2 separate regions of the Canis lupus genome follow, and region 2 is linked to region 1. The links are chromatin contacts, called in public Hi-C maps. All regions are on one chromosome and are shown on one strand. The core of a region is the stretch at or near the end of the contact, and the rest is flanking DNA. Distances in the headings are between cores, read along the strand shown.

Region 1 (4,476 bases), core at 311-2,810:
GGAATAAGGAATAACCAAAGTAACCATTAATAGTGTTTAAACGGGCAGGGCAACCCTGGGTTATCTGGTCATTACTGTCTGCTGTCCCCTAATACCTATACAAATCACTCAGAATCATAATCTAAAGCATCTTCTCTTTGTGGAACTGTCAGCGCTGAGACACCCCACATGAACCCCAAGGACAGGGACTCTGCGAGCGGCCCCCAGGATGCTCTCCCCCCCCCACGCACCTGGGTTTTGGTGACTCGATGGCGGGCCAGCTTCACCACCGCGAAGTTGCCCTTGCCCAGGGTCCGCTCCACGTCGTAGAAGCCCACCCGCAGGGGCTTCTGCTGGCCCGGGCCGGAGCCCGCGGGGGCCGCGCTCAACTCGGACATGATCACCATGGCTCCGCGCTGCACCTGCGGGCCACGGGCGCTCAGCGCGGACCCCGACCCAGCCCTGCCCCGGCCCCGCCCTCTGCTACGCCCCGCCCCGACGCCCGGGCCGCTCCACTCCGTCCCCAAGACCCCCGGCACCACCCCCGCCCGCCGCCCGCGGTCGGCTCCATCCCGAGCTCCAAGACCCCCGGCCCCGCGGGGGACCCGGACCCACCCCCGCCCGCCGCCCGCGGTCGGCTCCATCCCGACCCCCGATCCCCTAACCTCTTGGGGGACCCGGACCCACCCCCGCCCGCCGCCCGCGGTCGGCTCCATCCCGACCCCCGATCCCCTAACCTCTTGGGGGACCCGGACCCACCCCCGCCCGCCGCCCGCGGTCGGCTCCATCCCGAGCTCCAAGACCCCCGGCCCCGCGGGGGACCCGGACCCACCCCCGCCCGCCGCCCGCGGTCGGCTCCATCCCGACCCCCGATCCCCTAACCTCTTGGGGGACCCGGACCCACCCCGCCCGCCGCCCGCGGTCGGCTCCATCCCGAGCTCCAAGACCCCCGGCCCCGCGGGGCGCCCCGACCCACCCCCCGCCCGCCGCCCGCGGTCCGCCCCATCCCGAGCCCGATCCCCCAGCCCGGCGGGGCGCCCGGATCCCCCCGCCCGCCGCCCGCGGTCGGCTCCATCCCAACCCCGGAGCCCCCGGCCCCGCGGGGGACCCGGGCCCAACCCCGCCCGACGCCCGCGGTCGGCTCCCCCATCCCGGACCCCCGAGCCCCCCGGCCCCGCGGGAGACCCGGAACCCCCCCGCCCGCCCGCCCGCGGTCGGCGCCATCCCGACCACGAGGCCCCCGGCCCCGCGGAGACCCGGACCCCCCTCCCCAGCCCGCCTTTTTGCCCGCGGTCGGCTCCATCCCCCGGCAGCCCCCGTGGGCCGCTGAACCCGCTCCCGCGCCCCCCCGCCCGCAGCCCAACAAAGGGGAGCCCAGCGGCGGCGGGGCGGGAGGCGTCCGGGTCCGCGAGCCCCGCGCCGCCCCTACGGGCCCGGAGCCCGGCACGCGGCGGCGGGAACCAGAGCCCGGAGCCCCGGCCCCGCCGCCCGAGCGCACACTCGGCCGCTCCCGCCCGCGCGAGCCTCACCTCCGCCGCCCCGCGAGCGCCGAGGCCGCGCCGCCGCTGTCCCCGCGGCCCCCGCCGCCCCGCTCGGCCGCTCGCGCTGCTCGGGCGCCTGCTGCTCGGCCGCCTGCTGCTCGGTCCGACGCCGCCGCCGCCGCCGCCGCCGCCCGGGCCGCGCCGCATGTCAGCTCTGGGGCCGCGCCGCGCGCTCGGGCCGCACGCGCCGCCCGCCGCCCGCCCCGCCCCGGCCCGCCCCGGCCCCGCCCCGGCCCCGCCCAGGCCCCGCCCAGGCCCCGCCCCCGCCGCCCAGGCCCCGCCCCCCGCCGCCGCCGCCGCCGGAGCGCTACAGCCCCATTGACGTCGCTTTGACGCCAGAGCGACGCGCGGCCGCGGGCCAGGCGCAGGGAGAGCGGGAGATCGGGCCGTTGCCAAGAGACCGGCGGCTCTGACGCGCGCGCTGATGGGGCCGTCGCCCTGGCGACCGCGGGGCGGTGACGTCAGGGGCGCCGGCCGCCCGAGGCCCGCCGAGGCCTGCCCTCCGCCCGCGCCGCGGCCCCGCCGGCGAGCGCCCCCTACCGGGCACGGCGGGCGCGGGGCCTCGGGCTCCCGGTCCTCCCGCAGCGCGCTCCTCCGCCCTCGCGCCGCGCCCCGCTCGCGCTCTCCCGCGGGGCCGGCTCCCGGGGCGGCCCCCGAGCCCCAGCAAGCGCAGCAGCGCGGCGGCTGCGTCCCCTTCGGAGCCCGCGCGATCGGGGGACCCGGTTTCCATCGGAGGTGCTCGGCCCTGGGCGCGTCTGTTGGGGGAAGGAGCAGGTGGCGCCCGGGGAAGCTCGCAGACTCCGGAGGGGGCCCCGCGGGGTGCCGGGGCGCTGGGCAGCTGCGGGCCTGCAGGACCTGCGATTCCTTTTCTTCTGCACGAGTCTCCATTGTTCAGCTGGCGACAACTGAGACAGGGAACGCTCAGCATCCCCGGCCCACCTGCCACTGCCGACCCACCCCACACCCCGCGGGGGGCCGCGGGCTGGGAGGGGGGAGCCGTGAGAGGGATGGGATCGCGGCCCGGGCCCTCCCGCGGCGCGCCGGGGCGTGGTCCGGCTCGCCCTGCCCTTTCTGGGTCACCTCTGCAGGTCAGGACCTCGGGATGAGATGCGGGGGACGCTGTCAGGGAATCCTCGGGCTCTGCTTTGATGAACAGCAGGATGGGGGGGAGGCCGCCTCCTGTGCTGCAGGTGGGAGTGGGGCGTTCAGGTTCTTGGGACCCGCCGTGGGAAAGCCAGTTAGCAACCCCATCAAGTGAGGCGGTCATCTGGCAGGTGGCCCAGTGCTGTGTATGCAGACAGGGAAGGACTCTGCTCCTGGGGCTGGGGGGGCCCCGCCCCAGAGGCCACAGGAGGACTTCCTCTTTGCCAGCACTGCACACTTTGCAGGCCCTGTGGGTGGTGACTCCAGGGGGGCCGCTTGCTTCCCCAGAGCTGCAGGGGAGCAGTCCTGTGTGGGTCTGCACTGGTGCACCCCCCCCCCCCCCCCGGTAGCCCACAGCCTGTCCCTAGTAAAGGGGAGGCTGGACAGGCCGACGGCAGCACTGGGTGACCACCTCCATGGTACTGCTGCTCACTTCGTCCCCCCTTTACGCCTCTGCACAAAACAGAATGTTCTCTAAGGGAAGACAGAGGCTACGGGCGAATGGTACCTTTTGAACGTCAGGCGTTAGGAGGGCAGGGGTGTGGGGTTTAAATTCTGCATCTCGCCTGGAATCATTCTGCCTCGTGTTAAAGGAAATACTACTTCACAGGAGGGGCTGGGGAGCAAGAGTTAAGATGGATGCAGAACCCACAAGCGGTCTTCCGGAGGCTTCCATGTGTGGGCGGTCGCCTGGAGACGTGGCCGGCCTGGCAAGGGTACCATGGAGGACTCGGACGTGCTTCTCCTGATGCACCGTCATCAGCCAGACCAGAGTTCCCCGTCGCCCCCTCCCTGGGCTGTTGCTGGCGGCTCAGTTTGTTTCTTGAAAGGCCTCTCGAGGGCACCAGGAACGCCAGAGTTTTCCTGTCTTTCAAAGGTGCGCTCATTATCTGTCCTGGGTTTATCCACCAAGAATCTGGAGTATTTTTACTTTCTGATTCGTTTACAGCGGCTTTTCTTCCCTTCCGCGGGTCCCCCTAACCTGCTCCTCCGGGAGCGAGACACAGAGAGAGGAAACCAGGGCCCTGGGTGCACTCACCTGCTGCCCCTCATTCTGTGACCTCAGGACTTTCCGCAGGCTCATCCAGGGGACTTCCAGCAAACCGGGTTCCTCCACCGCCCTCCTATCCCGGGTTTAGCCAAGTCTTCTGAAAGGTCACAGGTGTTTTGCAAACACCTGGCTGGCTGTTTGGAAACATTTTGTCATCGCTGAACAAAAACTGCAGGCAACAGAGCCAAGCTGCCTTCCCAGAGAAGGTCCCTGGAGCTGGGCACCCTGGCCCCTCTACTCCCAGCCCGTCCTGAGCTTCCAGCCGTCTGACCAGCCCTGTGTGGGCCGCGGCCACCCCAGCCCTGGGGCGGAGAGTGCAGGCGGAGCAGAGGAAGAGTCTGACCTCGGAATGGCTGTCGTGTCTCCAGCGGGGTTCCTCCTGGCACCCCCATGAATTTGCCATTGATGGGCCTCTGCTCCCAAGTGTCTTTGATTATTGTTTGCATCCTGGGCACATGGAGGCCAAAATTCCTTCCAGAATCCTTGATTTCTTTTCAGATTGCTAGTCTTGCGTGCTTTGCACATGCTATGAGGGAGAAAAAGAAAAAAAAAAACATAGCGTGTGCTCAGTGGCTGTGAGCAAGTGATGGGACGAAGTCTCCACTTAACAGAGTGGAAGAAATGCTCTCAAACTCTGCAAGAATGTACCATCGGGCGTGCGTGTGTGTGTGTGTGTGTGTGTGTGTGTTTTGTATATCATTGCAGATTCAGGAGAAACAGTAAAATCGGATTTCTTTTCCATTCAGAATTTCTTAAGCCTGA
Region 2 (4,669 bases), core at 1,255-3,754, 160 kb after region 1:
CACTGAGCCACCCAAGTACCCCATGAATGGTGCATTTTTAAGCACTGCCTCTAAAATGTCCACAAAACATGCATTTTTCCTATGTTTATCTACTAAAAAAAAAAAAAAAGGAAATCTAAGATTCTGTCCAATTAAGTTTTAACCTTAACAAGGACATCTCAGCAAATTCAGGAAGTACAGAACCTAACAAGTGCATTGTCAACTTTTATCAGATCCTTCCTGTCTGTTGGTCAACTTCTTTCAGACCATGAAACTTTCAGGCCCAAATTAGCCACCGTCATCTTAAATTATTGTGATCTAAACATACGACAAAGCTAAAATTTCAACTTTGATTATGTGACTGACACTCAACCTAACTCAGTTTTGAGACCGAAACTCTTTCCCTGACCTTTCCTTCTTGTTCAATGTTAAAGTCCATACAAAACCCACCAGTTCTGGAAAACCTCCATAGCAGCCACAAATATTCAGAATTCTTTCACATGAGGCAGCAGTGGACCTGTGACCAGCTACCTAACCTCCTTGAGGCTAACAGTGCCTACTGACTCTGCTGTGCTAGGAGACGCACAAGAGATATTCGATGCACAGCCAGTGGCTGGCCACCTGCCAGCACACAGGAAACAACAGATACTAGCTACTGTTACTAGTACTGTTAGTGTTTTTCTACTTTAAAATAAAAAATACACACACCCTGACTTTTATCAGAAGTGATAGGATAGTTCTAGCTTTACAGAAGAGAAGGGGAAATCATTTATTCTATAGAAAAACAATGTGTAATTTTTTTAAAGATTTATTTATTTATTTATTCATGATAGACACACACACAGAGAGAGAGAGAGGCAGAGACACAGGCAGAGGGAGAAACAGGCTCCACGCAGGGAGCCCGACGAGGGACTCGATCCCGGGACTCCAGGACCGCGCCCTGGGCCAAAGGCAGGCACCAAACCACTGAGCCACCCAGGGATCCCCAAGAATGTGTAATTTTTAAGAAATACTATTAGTCTCGTCAAATATTAAAACACATTAGTTGTTTCTTAAAGATTAGTAAATGATCCCCTAGGTTTATTACAAATATTTCCAGTTAATACATCTCTGATTATAAATTATTAAGTACATTTTTCAGAATTCTTATTATTCTATGATTTTTAATGTTCTGAAGTGATCTTTTAGACATAAAAATTAGAGTCATCTGTGTGGCTAAGTTGGTTGAGTGTCCAAGTCTTGATTTTGGCTCGGGTCATGAACTCTGGGGCCTTGAGAAAGAGCCCTGCATCTGGCTCCATGCTCAGTGAGGAGTCTGCTTCTCTCTTTCTCTCTTTCACTCTGCCCCACCCTTCCCTCCTCACCCCCTGGCCCCCCACTAAGGCACATGTGAGTACTCTGTCAAATAGATAAATATTTTAAAAAATTTTTTAAGCTGGGGCACCTGGGTGGCTCAGTGGTTGAGCATCTGCCTTCAGCTCAGGTCATGATCCCAGCTTCTTCCTCTGTCTCTGTCTCTGTCTCTGCCTCTCTGTCTCTCATGAAAAAATAAAATCTTAAAAAAAAAAAACTTTTTTTAAAGTTAACAGGAAGTCATAATTACAAGCCTACCCAGTAAATATTCTCCACATTAAATGGTCATAAAATCCAAATGTTCGACTATTTTCCAGCCCTTATTATTTTTTAAGATTTATTTTAGAAAGCGCACATGTATGCACACGCACAAGAACACCAGGAGGGGGAGGGGCAAGGGGAGAAGGAGAATCTCAAGCAAACTCCCCACTGAGTATGGAGCCCAACGCAGGGCTCAATCTCAGGACCCTGAAATTGTGACCTGAGCTGAAATCAAGAGTTCGACACTTACTGACTGAGCCACCCAGGCGCCCCCAGAATTACATACATTTTAAAATACAATCTCTTGAGGCTTAAGGGCTAGGAGGGCTGCCGGCCACTCGGCTCTGTCGGGGAGCAGCCCGGACACTGGTGTGCTAGCATCGTACCTTCTTGTCTCTCATGCTGTCAGCCTGCACGGTCTCTAGGCGGGCTTTGAAGTGCTCACAATCCATTCTCAGTTGCTCTAACTCTTGCTCTTTCCTTTCCAGGTCTAGAAGAAGAGAGACACAACAACACTCAGCATTTCAGACCATTAATGTCCTCTAAGAATCCAATGAGCCAAATCTCTCAAGAAAATGGGCATGGGCTGCTCAGGTGTGATTATTCACAGAACCAGTCCTTCAATGACCAATATTCTAAAAGTTCTGCTTTTCAGGTTTTTGCCAGTTTTTAGCCCATACCCAAAAGCACTTTTCTTGTTGTTGTTTTCAGTCTTATGTTTTTAAGCCCTGATTTTACTGCCAAACTCGTACTGGAGGCTCTAAGAAAGTGGGTTACGTAAGGGACTGACGGCAGGGCTGAGAAACCCGACTGTCTCGTGGCACAGACTTGTATCTGCTCCATAAAAAGCAGAAGGCAGCTCGGTGAGTAGACGGTGCCAGCCAGGGCTGATTCACAGTGCTCGTCTCACCAACTGGCAGACTGACTCAGGAGGAAGAGCCGCAGCGGCCGTCAATGGAGGGGCGGAAGCAACGGTGATCAGACAAGAGAAGGCCGCGGTGAAGGCGGGCAACCGTGGCAACTCCCCACCACGTTCATTTAGGTGGTGATTCAAATAGCCAACAAAATCCCCAAAACATCCACGTTAGTAAGTCTGGAATCACAGGTATGGTCAACTTTAAAGAAAAGATATTATGGTGCAGAAATACTGACATTTAAAAAGCAAAGTAATGAAGTGCCTTGACCTCAGGAACTAAGAAATCATCAGTGTCTATGCTAACACGCACCCAGATGTGAGGTGGCACACGGCACTCAGAGCTAATGCAGCAGTGCTTGTGGACACTGACTCCCAAATGTTAGTCCGCCAGTATCCCCTACAGGGCTGGGTCAACACAGGCTGCACCCGCCCCCCCCACCCCCGCCAGCGTCAGTCAGAGTCTCCGATTCAGTAGGCCTGAGGTGGGCCTGAAGAATCTGCCCTTCCAGCAAGCTCGCAGGTGAGGCAGATGCTGCTGGTCCGGGAATAGACTCTGAGAAAGACGGCTTCAGGACAACAGCCTGGTCTCTGGCCATTAACAAAATGAAAACAACACACAACCAGTGAGAGCCAGTGAGGGAGCCCAGCCACAGGAACCTGGGGACAGAAACAGCAGGTGGTGGGAGGCAGCAGCCAGCGGCCTGAAAACTGGTGCCCCCCTCCACCTGGGGAGGAGACGGCAGGACAGCACTCCCTCCAGGGAAGTGTGGACAAGCCCAGGGGGTGGCTTGGTGGCCCTGGGCTCTGAGAAGGCAGGGGACTGCCAAGGACAGCAGGGGCATCCCCAAAGCGTGGGAGAAATGAAGGGAGTCAGCAGTTTCCAGGCACCCTTTGCCCTAGAGGGAAGATTAGCACCTAAAGCCAAATATTCGGTTACAGATTATGAAACTGGCTGGCACAACTTGTCTTAAACGGCGTTTCTCAGAAACCATGTAAAGTGGGACTATTTTTTCTAGCTCAAATCAGTTCTCCTCTCTGCCCCCTCCTCCTACAATGCATCACGCCACAACAGGACTCTCCTGGAAGTCTGTGCTCTACGCTGCAAATCCTGGCCACCCAAGAAATCAACTGTCAGTCAAGTGCTAGGCTCTAGAAGCTACACAGTTGCCTTCTGTGACAGTGTTAAATGAAAACTTATGTCATTTATAATTATGAATGAACTATGAAATGCATATGCTCATAAAAAGAAACAAAATGAAAAGAACTAAAATAAATCAGTGGTACAAACTTTTTCTTCGCAGTTCACTCTTAAATTTTCTTGTATCATCAAGCTGTACGTCACTCAAAGGTGGCAAAGATAGAAAATTACATCTCTACAAGCCTTACCACGTATAAACACACATGGGAATTCATCCTGGCCCCACAGATTTTCCTTAGGGTAACCTCACAGTCTCTGGCCCTGTGTAGCCGTACATCCATAGGCTACCATAACAAGGGGACGGGGTCAAACGTTCCACTCTCCCACGGGCACCCCACAGAATTCAAAGTCAGCATGGGCGGGGCGGGGGCGGGGGGGGGGGATGCCACACCTGCCTACCCGGGCACCTGGAGGTGGCAGGTGCCTTTCAGCTGTACAAGGCCGCCACCTCGTGGCCAGATGGGAGCACTGCCGCCTTCTCCCAACCAAACCCTCACCCTGCTTTTTCAGCGTGGCCCCCCGCAGTGCCAACAGCCCTGAACAAACCCCACAAGGGCAGGCATTTTCATGTTTCGCTTTCTGATACATCCCAAATCCCTACAACGGTACATGGAATTTTATAAATATTTGTCACACAAATGAATTTTACTTCTCTGTAAGTTCCTTCTGCTAATCCTTGAAGAGAGAAAAATATACAGCCACTTTGATTATATGTCTCATCCTCATAATGAGAATATACCACTTCTATGATTTTTTTATTTTAAAAACCAGGGACAGAAAGAATATGGACAGTGAATAATACATTATCTTACCCAGCTTCGATGTCAGAATAGGGAAGAAGCTGCCATCCAGCCTAGGCTGTCTTGTACCTACTAATCTTTAGCATTCATAAGGAAATCTCCCTGTAACTGTTAACTGAATGAAATGGTGGCTAAGACAGACTACTAATATACAGAAATAAT

Evidence for each region. Hi-C and Micro-C count contacts between places; a contact is called where the count stands out from the background.
Region 2: a contact with region 1 is called in a Hi-C map of blood, with 5 times the contacts expected there. The contact joins the enhancer-like site here to the promoter of SIK1 in region 1. A contact is called at or near these places in 2 of 9 Hi-C or Micro-C datasets (amygdala and blood).

Annotation. Positions count from the first base shown.
Region 1 is chr31:37,354,904-37,359,379 of UU_Cfam_GSD_1.0, forward strand. It overlaps SIK1 (serine/threonine-protein kinase SIK1), which reads right to left and starts at 1,561. Exons shown (of 15, transcript XM_038581592.1): 1 at 1,509-1,561; 2 at 231-401. The coding sequence starts at 386. It overlaps LOC111093457 (a long non-coding RNA gene), which reads left to right and starts at 2,130. Exons shown (of 2, transcript XR_005382452.1): 1 at 2,130-2,255; 2 at 3,274-4,462.
Region 2 is chr31:37,515,022-37,519,690 of UU_Cfam_GSD_1.0, forward strand. It overlaps HSF2BP (heat shock factor 2-binding protein), which reads right to left. Exons shown (of 9, transcript XM_038581595.1): 4 at 1,980-2,083. Among named protein-coding and RNA genes, the nearest start is that of HSF2BP, 17 kb to the right of the region's middle. Within about 2 kb of position 2,505, at least 5 of the 20 cell types and tissues checked have an H3K27ac peak or open chromatin away from gene starts, as enhancers often do. A contact at or near this core is called in blood, where this site is marked.